2 separate regions of the Siniperca chuatsi genome follow, and region 2 is linked to region 1. Evidence: chromatin contacts called from public Hi-C data. All regions are on one chromosome and are shown on one strand. Each heading gives the region's core, a stretch centred on a gene start, on an enhancer-like site or on the middle of the called end of the contact. The rest is flanking DNA. Distances are from core to core; before and after follow the strand shown.

Region 1 (3,999 bases), core at 526-3,025:
AAACGGCTCTGTTTAGTGTGATCCAGGCTGCCATTTCCACCTCCCATCCACTGCTGGCTGCTGTCAGGGTGCTGTTTTCCTGTCACTGCTGACTAGTGGGCTGCTTCCTACTCTAGGAGCTGTCAGCGCTAAACATAGACCAGAGCAGTGTAAGGCTTCCCAGCAGCATTTTTGCTGTAAGATTATCTGTCTCCGCTGACTTACATTACCCACAAATTAGCAATCTAAGATGTTTCCATATTTGTTAATGGTTTATGCTTAGATCCAGGAAGTTACATTTGACTCTAGGCCAACGATAGACAAATATAATCCTTATTAATCAAAAGGCAACCACATTGGCTGACTATAGGAAGCCATTCACTTAAACTTTAATGCAATGTTTTGATAAGGATATGAATAGAAAAAATGGTGAAAGGAAAAATACTGGCAAAATTATACAACTATATTACCTTCAAAAATCCATACTAACCCAGCCACAGTCAAGTATCTTAAAATCTTTCAGATTCAGCTTCTATTGCTGCATTGCATTTAGATAAAGGGCTTTGCAAGGCATTGTGCCAGGAGACCTGTAGGTGGATTTTGTTATGTTATGATTTTGTTCCTTGTTCACTTTCAAAAATGAAAATAATGCATTATTTGTTGTTTTGATGAAGTTACTTTAGGATTTAATTGTTGAAAACACCAATAATAAGAAGGTTAGTTGTCATCATACGCTAAATGCAAGGCCTGAATAAAGGAACAAGGAGGAGGTGGCTGCCTTCCAGTCAACACCCAGGGAACAAATGTTGCTGCACCCACAACAGCCTGTAGATTTTTAAGTCAAAGGGAAACTAGAGACCAAATTAAGATTTTTTTTTTTAATTAAGTCACGTGTGTAAAAGAGAAAGGTAAAAGGTTGTCATGCACATGGGTGTCTATAGGAGGGCAAACGTACTCTATAAGGTCCTCCAGGTGGTTGTAGATATCCTCATCTTCAACACTCTCCTCCGATGGAAAGGGCCTTAAAAGAGAAAACAGAAAGCATTCTGTGTCAGGCTTAAAATCTCATCATTATATAACCTGTCAGAGGATACATGTTGAAAACAAAACATACCTGATTCCAGTTTGTTGTGTAATCGGTGTGTGGGAAAGTTTAGATAGTGTGTCCATAACCTGCAATGGAAATAAGGATCTGTTATTTTATCAGTATCATTTACATTATAAAAGAACACATACAGCCCTGGAAAGTAAGACTTGTGAGAGGAGAGGGAGCTTGTTGTTTGGGTGCTCTAGGGGTGCTGCATTTCTGAGAGGAGACACATGAGGGCAGCATTCTCAAACACTCCAACACTGCAGCTGACACATATTCTGTGTGCTTGTGCAATAACAGACACACACTGTTCCATGAGAGCTATTTAAGTCGCACAAGACAACCTATATTCTGAATTCACTGATATATATATATATATATATATATATATTATATTCATTCGGTTTGGTGTTTTAATATCCCCGTGGGGCCAATTTTGTGTTGAGTCGCATCTAAAATTAGAACACGCACAAAACCCAGTCACATATATATTTAGAAATACTGAGAGAGGTGTTCAGTGAGAGAGGAGTGTTGCTGAAAAACGACTGATTCGACACACAGTCAACAGTTAGCAGTACAGTAGCAGCAGAGCAGAGTCACACGACCTGATCAGTAATTGATCGTGCTGTGAAGTTAACCGTGTCTCCTGGGCTGACATGACTGCTATTAGTATGACATGTAATTTCACGCTGCTGTGCTCAGTCCTGCCCAGTGCCCTTGACCCTCTATGTGTGTGTGTGTGTGACCTACACCGCTGAACTCACCTGCTAAATGAACGATACAGCTTTATTATCTGAAGCAAAACTCGACAGGGAGCTCTGTTCATTCACGCTTTGCAACCTGGCAAATGGCCCACAAACCCCTTTTCTTTTTGCGGGCCATCTATCCACTGACATCAACACGTGGACGTGCCGATAAAAACATGCCTGCACGCTCGCAACACATCACAGATGTAACGTAGATACATTTGGCCCGGAGCACAAGCTCTCAGAGATCAATACTGATCACACGACTGGCCTTTCCATCCCCCCACCAGTAAATAGAATAAACAGTGGCACACAAAGGACAGCGAAAGACAGACACATGTTTCTGCTGACATCCTTTAAACTATAAACTATACTACTGTACACCACTGGAACTTATAATGTGACACGGCGTGTGTCACTTGATGTAAAATGAATGTTCGTCCAATGCAGGATGCTGAAGATTGATGGACTTAAGCTGTTTTTAGTGTCAGTATTCGGTGTTTTTAGCCAGAAGGGTCTCTAATTAAAGGATCTGTAATAGATAAGCAGACTAGTGTTGATCAGTTGCACAATATGCAGTCAATTCAAGTTGTATCACATCCATCACATAGAAGGTGGATGACACTGACTGACTTTGACAAAGCACTGTATCGTCACAGACATCAGACGCATCAGAGGCAGCAGTGCATTAATAACTTGAAACACAAAGTCAAGCTGAGTTCATTAGTTGTAGCTCTGATCAAAGGGAAATGTTAGTTGTGAGAGAGTGGGAGGGTGCAAAGCTGTGTTTGAGACAGGGCTACATGGAGCTCAGCAGCAGTGGTTGATTACACATCATGAGAGGAGGAAGTGTTTCAGACCTGGATTTATTTACAGTGAATTCAAATATCAAATATTTGAAATATGTCAAATACATACATACAGTCAAATATGAAAATATGACATTGGTTGATGATAATTCACTAAGCCTACTTAAAATCATTTTTAGTTTTCTTGATAGAGGACGGATGCTTTATGATGGATACATTTTGGAGGACTGTAAATAAGATACAGATTAAATGTGATGGGATATTAAAAAGTAATCCCCAGTGCAAATGATGCCCTTCAAGATCAGTGTGCCAGTCCAAGTACAATTCATTTTTCACTTACTTATGCTGCAATGTGTATTGTATTCTTTTGATCAAACGCCTTTCAATTCTCAAACAAATCAAACAGTTCATTCACAATAGTTTACCTTAGAACCAAACAAGCACCAAAACTAACGCCTATTTAGATTTTTTTTTTTTATTTGAGTGTCCTGCACCTTATGGAGGTCTGTCTATTCGCTAAGCACAGATATAAGTCCTGAAGCAGCAGCCTGGAGGTCAGACTACCACTGCTATCAATGTGCCCCTCAGCAAGCAAAGGGATTTAGACTTCAGGCAGTTCTGAGTATAACTGTAAACATTTTGGGACTGTTTATGATTTGTGTATACCATCTATTTGCATTACATTAATTCAGTGATTAGACAATGCTTTTGCAACATGTCAACCTTGCATTATTAATTGACTCAACGTACAGTATGTACTTACAAACATATGTTGTCGTGCAATCCAAGCACAGACATGACATCCTCTAAAACTCAAAGAGACTCATCCTCCCAGTTATTAATCCTCACACAGTTATGAGAGTCGATGGAGTTCTCCCTCCAGTAACGAATGAAGGGCACGACATCCGGCGGCCAGCTGGCAGGTACAACATGTCCACAAGCTGAAGATCCACTGCGTGACGAGCGGAGCTCTGGAGGCTTTCCAGTTTTAGCTGGCAGCCAATTTTTGGGGAACGAGTCGTGTATCGTTGTGCTTTTTGGCTTCACTGAAAACGTGAGTCACACACACATTCACAACTAAACTGACCATCTGCACACAGCCAAGAAGAGTTTCTGAAGACTCACAAGTATTACATCCACCAGCGGCTGTACCACTAATAATAGAAATGTCAAGAAAATATCCACGAAGGAAATGAGAGGTTTAAATTCCAAGAGGCGATATGCTTAATTTTAGCTAAAAAAGCTTCAGGAGTCAGCAAAGCAAAAATATAGATGATTACTACTGTTCTTGGAGCTGCATTATGCAACATTTAAAAATACATCATGATTGAGCTGTCACGAGGACTCCAATTCAAGACTGGTACAGTATCTGTTG
Region 2 (3,999 bases), core at 869-3,368, 57 kb after region 1:
ATTTCCTAATCTCAGGAAACATGCTTTGCCTGGATGAGAAAGTCATTTTGCTGAAGTTAAGTTTCTCTTACCCTTGAGTGCTTTCTGATATTGTGAAGAGAAAGAGCAGATAGACACAGATTTACTACTGGAACAACCAGAAACTGCAACATATTCCTCCCTCAAAGGAGCTGCTCTGCCTTCCTAAAAGTGCTGACTTCTATATTCCCGTGTTTAAAGCACCCGCCCCAACAATTCTGAAAGTGATCCAAGCATAAAGCAAAGCCAAAGCCTTAATATCTTTGACATAGTGTAGTTATAAAAATGCAGTGTAGGCTACTGTTGCAGTCCATTAGCTGTTTTACAGCTCATACTCGTTGAAAAATGATAAATAGTAGTTTCAAGCTTGTTCAAATCTGAAACATTTAAAGGTTAACACTGTAAATCAATACAGTTACATAAACTGGTCATCTTGGCAGTGCAATAAAAAAACTACTGTGTGTGATGGGAAAACCCCACAGCACTTTCAGCTGTATAGCTGAAATGCATCTGAACAAATATGTGGACTAAGAAACCTTCAAGCCATCGTTTAGCTGAGTAAAAAGTTTGTAGCTGACGGTGCGTTGGTAGCCTACAGAGGGGAAGTCATTTGATTTCTCTCTCTGCCTGACTTCCTCCCACACAGCAGGTAGCAGGCTCTGTCTGGCATAATTACACCCAGACCTGAAGAGTGTTTTTGTTTTTCCAAAATCTGCCTCAAGACATTTTCTAAGAAAGGGGAAGAGGGTTGCAGAAGATATTATGTTGTAGAAATATCATCCTCACTGTGTCAGTATTACTCATCAGCATACATTGTAAGCCAAATAATATTACAAATAGAATTGATTGCAGTTGTATGAGGATAGGGTGTACAGTTATTAGGAAAAAGTGTAAATCTCACACAAGCAGCACAATACGGGTACTATGGAGATTTTACACTTGAGCAAATGACCTGCATGCACCAAACCTGAATCATGGTTTACATTTGGATTTTGTATGCTACTTGACACACAAAACATTTCGCATGGTCAAAGGTAAATTCTCATTCAAACTTGACAGCTGTCAATAATAGGCTATGTGAAGAAATCAATGGTAAAAGGTCAGTGAGGGGTGAAAGGCAAAGGGTGTGAGGTTCAGGTTCAGGGCAGATTATAATTAGGGCCCAAGCAGTGACCTCTGCGAGGACCCTTTTGAAATGCAATTTCATTATTATTTATCCAAATTAATCGCATTTTGATGAGCTAAAGGTGCTCGAAAACTCACGAAACTTTGCACAAAATTCAGAAATGGTGAAAATTTATGTCTGATATGGGTGTGGCAAAATTAATCACTAGTGCCCCCTACAGAGCAGGCCTAGGCCTACAGTAGCCTAGTAGGCACACATGCAGTCTTCACCATGTCCTTTTAATTTCCTTTAAGTTTCTAACTTGTAAATATGAATTTAGGTGATTTAGTTTGGACTTTAAAACTTAAAGTAGGCTACCCTTTTAAAAATAGCATGCATGCATTCAATTTGGAATTGGTGTGTTGTCATTGTTGTTTATTATCCTAACTGCCATACAAAATGTATAACACATACAATTTAGAGCAAAAATGTTGCTATAGCATATACACCAGTTTTAACTGTCTCTCCGCCCACAAAGGTCACATCTCGATTTTGCTGCTGCTACTGTAGAGCATTTCGATTTTCCCACTTAGTTTCGTCACTTCGACCCGCTTTATTCGATTCCGATATTTCCGCAAGACCTGAATGCAACAAAAGATAAATAGAAGCTACAGTCTTTCCTTTAACATATCCCTGCACAGAGCAGAGCGCCCAGACTCAATAAACTTGTATCAAAGACTCAGGCGGTAGTGTTTTTCTATTAAGACAAAATTCGCTTGCCTCTAAATTCCTATATAACATTAAATTATTTGGTGTGTCTCGCATTATGCAAATAAAAGCCGTTTCTTACAAGCAGAGTGAAAACACCAGCCGTTTGCTGGGCAGTCGACTGAAATGAACAGCAATACTGTAATAGCAACTTGTGTTGTGTAGTTTCAGGTTATTGCTTCCGTTGTTGCTTTCCGTTGTGCCAGTCTTTGTCGTATGTCAGTGTGCGCATGCGCGACATTTCCTTACAGCTGTCAGAATAGGCTGGAGATGTGAATTATCTTGTCCGTATACTATCTTTGTCAGGACCAACAGCTAGGTGGAACTCCGACAAAAAGTTGCTTCAATGACATTTTCCATAGGGATGTCAGTTTGACTGTGAGACAAGCTAGCTGTTGTATTAAGTGTTCATTTCCCCTGCTGTGCCATGGATTTTAATGTTAAGCGGTTAGCTGCAGACGCCGGTACTTTCCTGAGCCGCGCGGTACAAGTAAGTTTGTGCGTGTAGTTCGTGGAAGTTCTTGCTAATCAACGTTAGTTGCTAGCTTATCCAGTCCGGTAGCGTTAGCTCGCTTGCTAAACAGCTAACGCTTCCGTGGCTGTTATTGTGTAGCTATGTAGCATGTTATTATCTGAGAGAAAATTCTATATCCTGCAAAGTTGGCTGCAGTTCACTATATGAGTATTTGTGAACATTCTCAATCTCTATTATAGCCAACACTTTACAGTTGTTCAACATAACCATCAAAGCAGGCCTCAGAAACCATTAGATAGAGCTATCAACATTAGCTTGGCAGATAACATTTATTTTGTAAGATAGTCTTTCCAGCTTGCTAACGTTCCATCAAACACGACTTGCATGCCTCCTCAGCCCTGTACTCTTCATACTCTAGTGTAGTCACTTTCCAGGCAATAGGTTATGTGCACTATAATATATTTTCTTTTTCAGTTTACAGAAGAGAAATTTGGCCAGGCTGAAAAGACAGAGTTGGATGCCCATTTGGAGAACCTTTTGGTCAGAGCTGAGAACACCAAGCAATGGACAGAAAGGATTATGAAGCAGACAGAAGTCTTACTACAGCCCAACCCAAGTAAGACCACAATTTTGACTCTATAATGAGCTTGACTCTACTGACAAACAAAATGCTGACATACTGGACCCCTTTTCAGGGCAGGTACTCACTCTATGTTCTCCCCTCTACGGGACAGTTGATATCTTGTTTCTGCACTGAAAAGTAATATAATAATAATAATAATAATAAAACTTTATTTATAGAGCACTTATCAAAACAAAGTACAAAGTGCTTCACAACAAGAAAAATAAAATACCACAGTGAATGACGAAATATAAAGAAATAAAACACACAAAATACACAAAAGCAATAAAATAAACAATAAAATAAACAGCCAGTTCAGGTAAAATCAGGATATGCTTTCAGATAAAAATGTGTTTTGAGACGATACTTAAATGAAGACACTGACTCAGACAACCTAATTTCTTCGGGCAAGTTGTTCCAGAGCCTCGGGGCCCTGATAGCAAAAGCTCTGTCCCCCTTAGTTTTCATCCTGGACTCAGGAACAGACAGGAGACCCCTGCCCGAAGATCTCAAACTACGTGAAGGTTCATAAGGGATTACAAGGTCTAGCTCAGTAAATACCTGAATTTAGGAGATGTACATATTTGCCAATAAGAAGGGTCACATAAAAATGCTTAACATCTCTGAGATGGTGTTTGACATACATCAGTACCCTCTGTGAAGTCTGTAAGCTCAGCTGTGCATCCTCCTCAGCTCACACCATGATGCCATATTGCTGTAGCACAACCACAGCATAGGCATAACAAACACAGAGAGACCAGCTGCTGTTTACAGTCTCTTGGATATGGTAAACTGGATTTGTTCTATGTTCATGTAGAACATACCACAGAGATGCTGGCTGTGATTGCCAGTGTTCATTCATGTGATGTGATAACATGAAACAAAATTGTTGGTTTTCCTTGTCATGGTTGTCATTATGAAAGCTTCTGTTTTAGTTTACAGATGTAAGGCAGGCGGTTTGGACTCACTGTCCTAAAGTCATTGCCTACGTTTGAGTCCCTCACTGTAGTC

The links. A called contact is a pair of places that touch in the nucleus more often than the background predicts.
Region 2: a contact with region 1 is called in a Hi-C map of an unstated tissue, with 4 times the contacts expected there. The contact joins the promoter of sh3glb1a here to the enhancer-like site in region 1. A contact is called at or near these places in 2 of 3 Hi-C or Micro-C datasets (liver and an unstated tissue).

The regions. Positions count from the first base shown.
Region 1 is chrLG19:9,832,211-9,836,209 of ASM2008510v1, forward strand. It overlaps LOC122866590 (guanine nucleotide exchange factor VAV3), which reads right to left. Exons shown (of 28, transcript XM_044176428.1): 3 at 1,094-1,152; 4 at 935-1,000. Among protein-coding and RNA genes, the nearest start is that of LOC122866590, 39 kb to the right of the region's middle. Within about 2 kb of position 1,776, the one cell type or tissue checked has an H3K27ac peak away from gene starts, as active enhancers do. A contact at or near this core is called in liver, where this site is marked.
Region 2 is chrLG19:9,889,118-9,893,116 of ASM2008510v1, forward strand. sh3glb1a (endophilin-B1a) reads left to right here and starts at 2,119. Exons shown (of 9, transcript XM_044175954.1): 1 at 2,119-2,381; 2 at 2,841-2,982. The coding sequence starts at 2,319.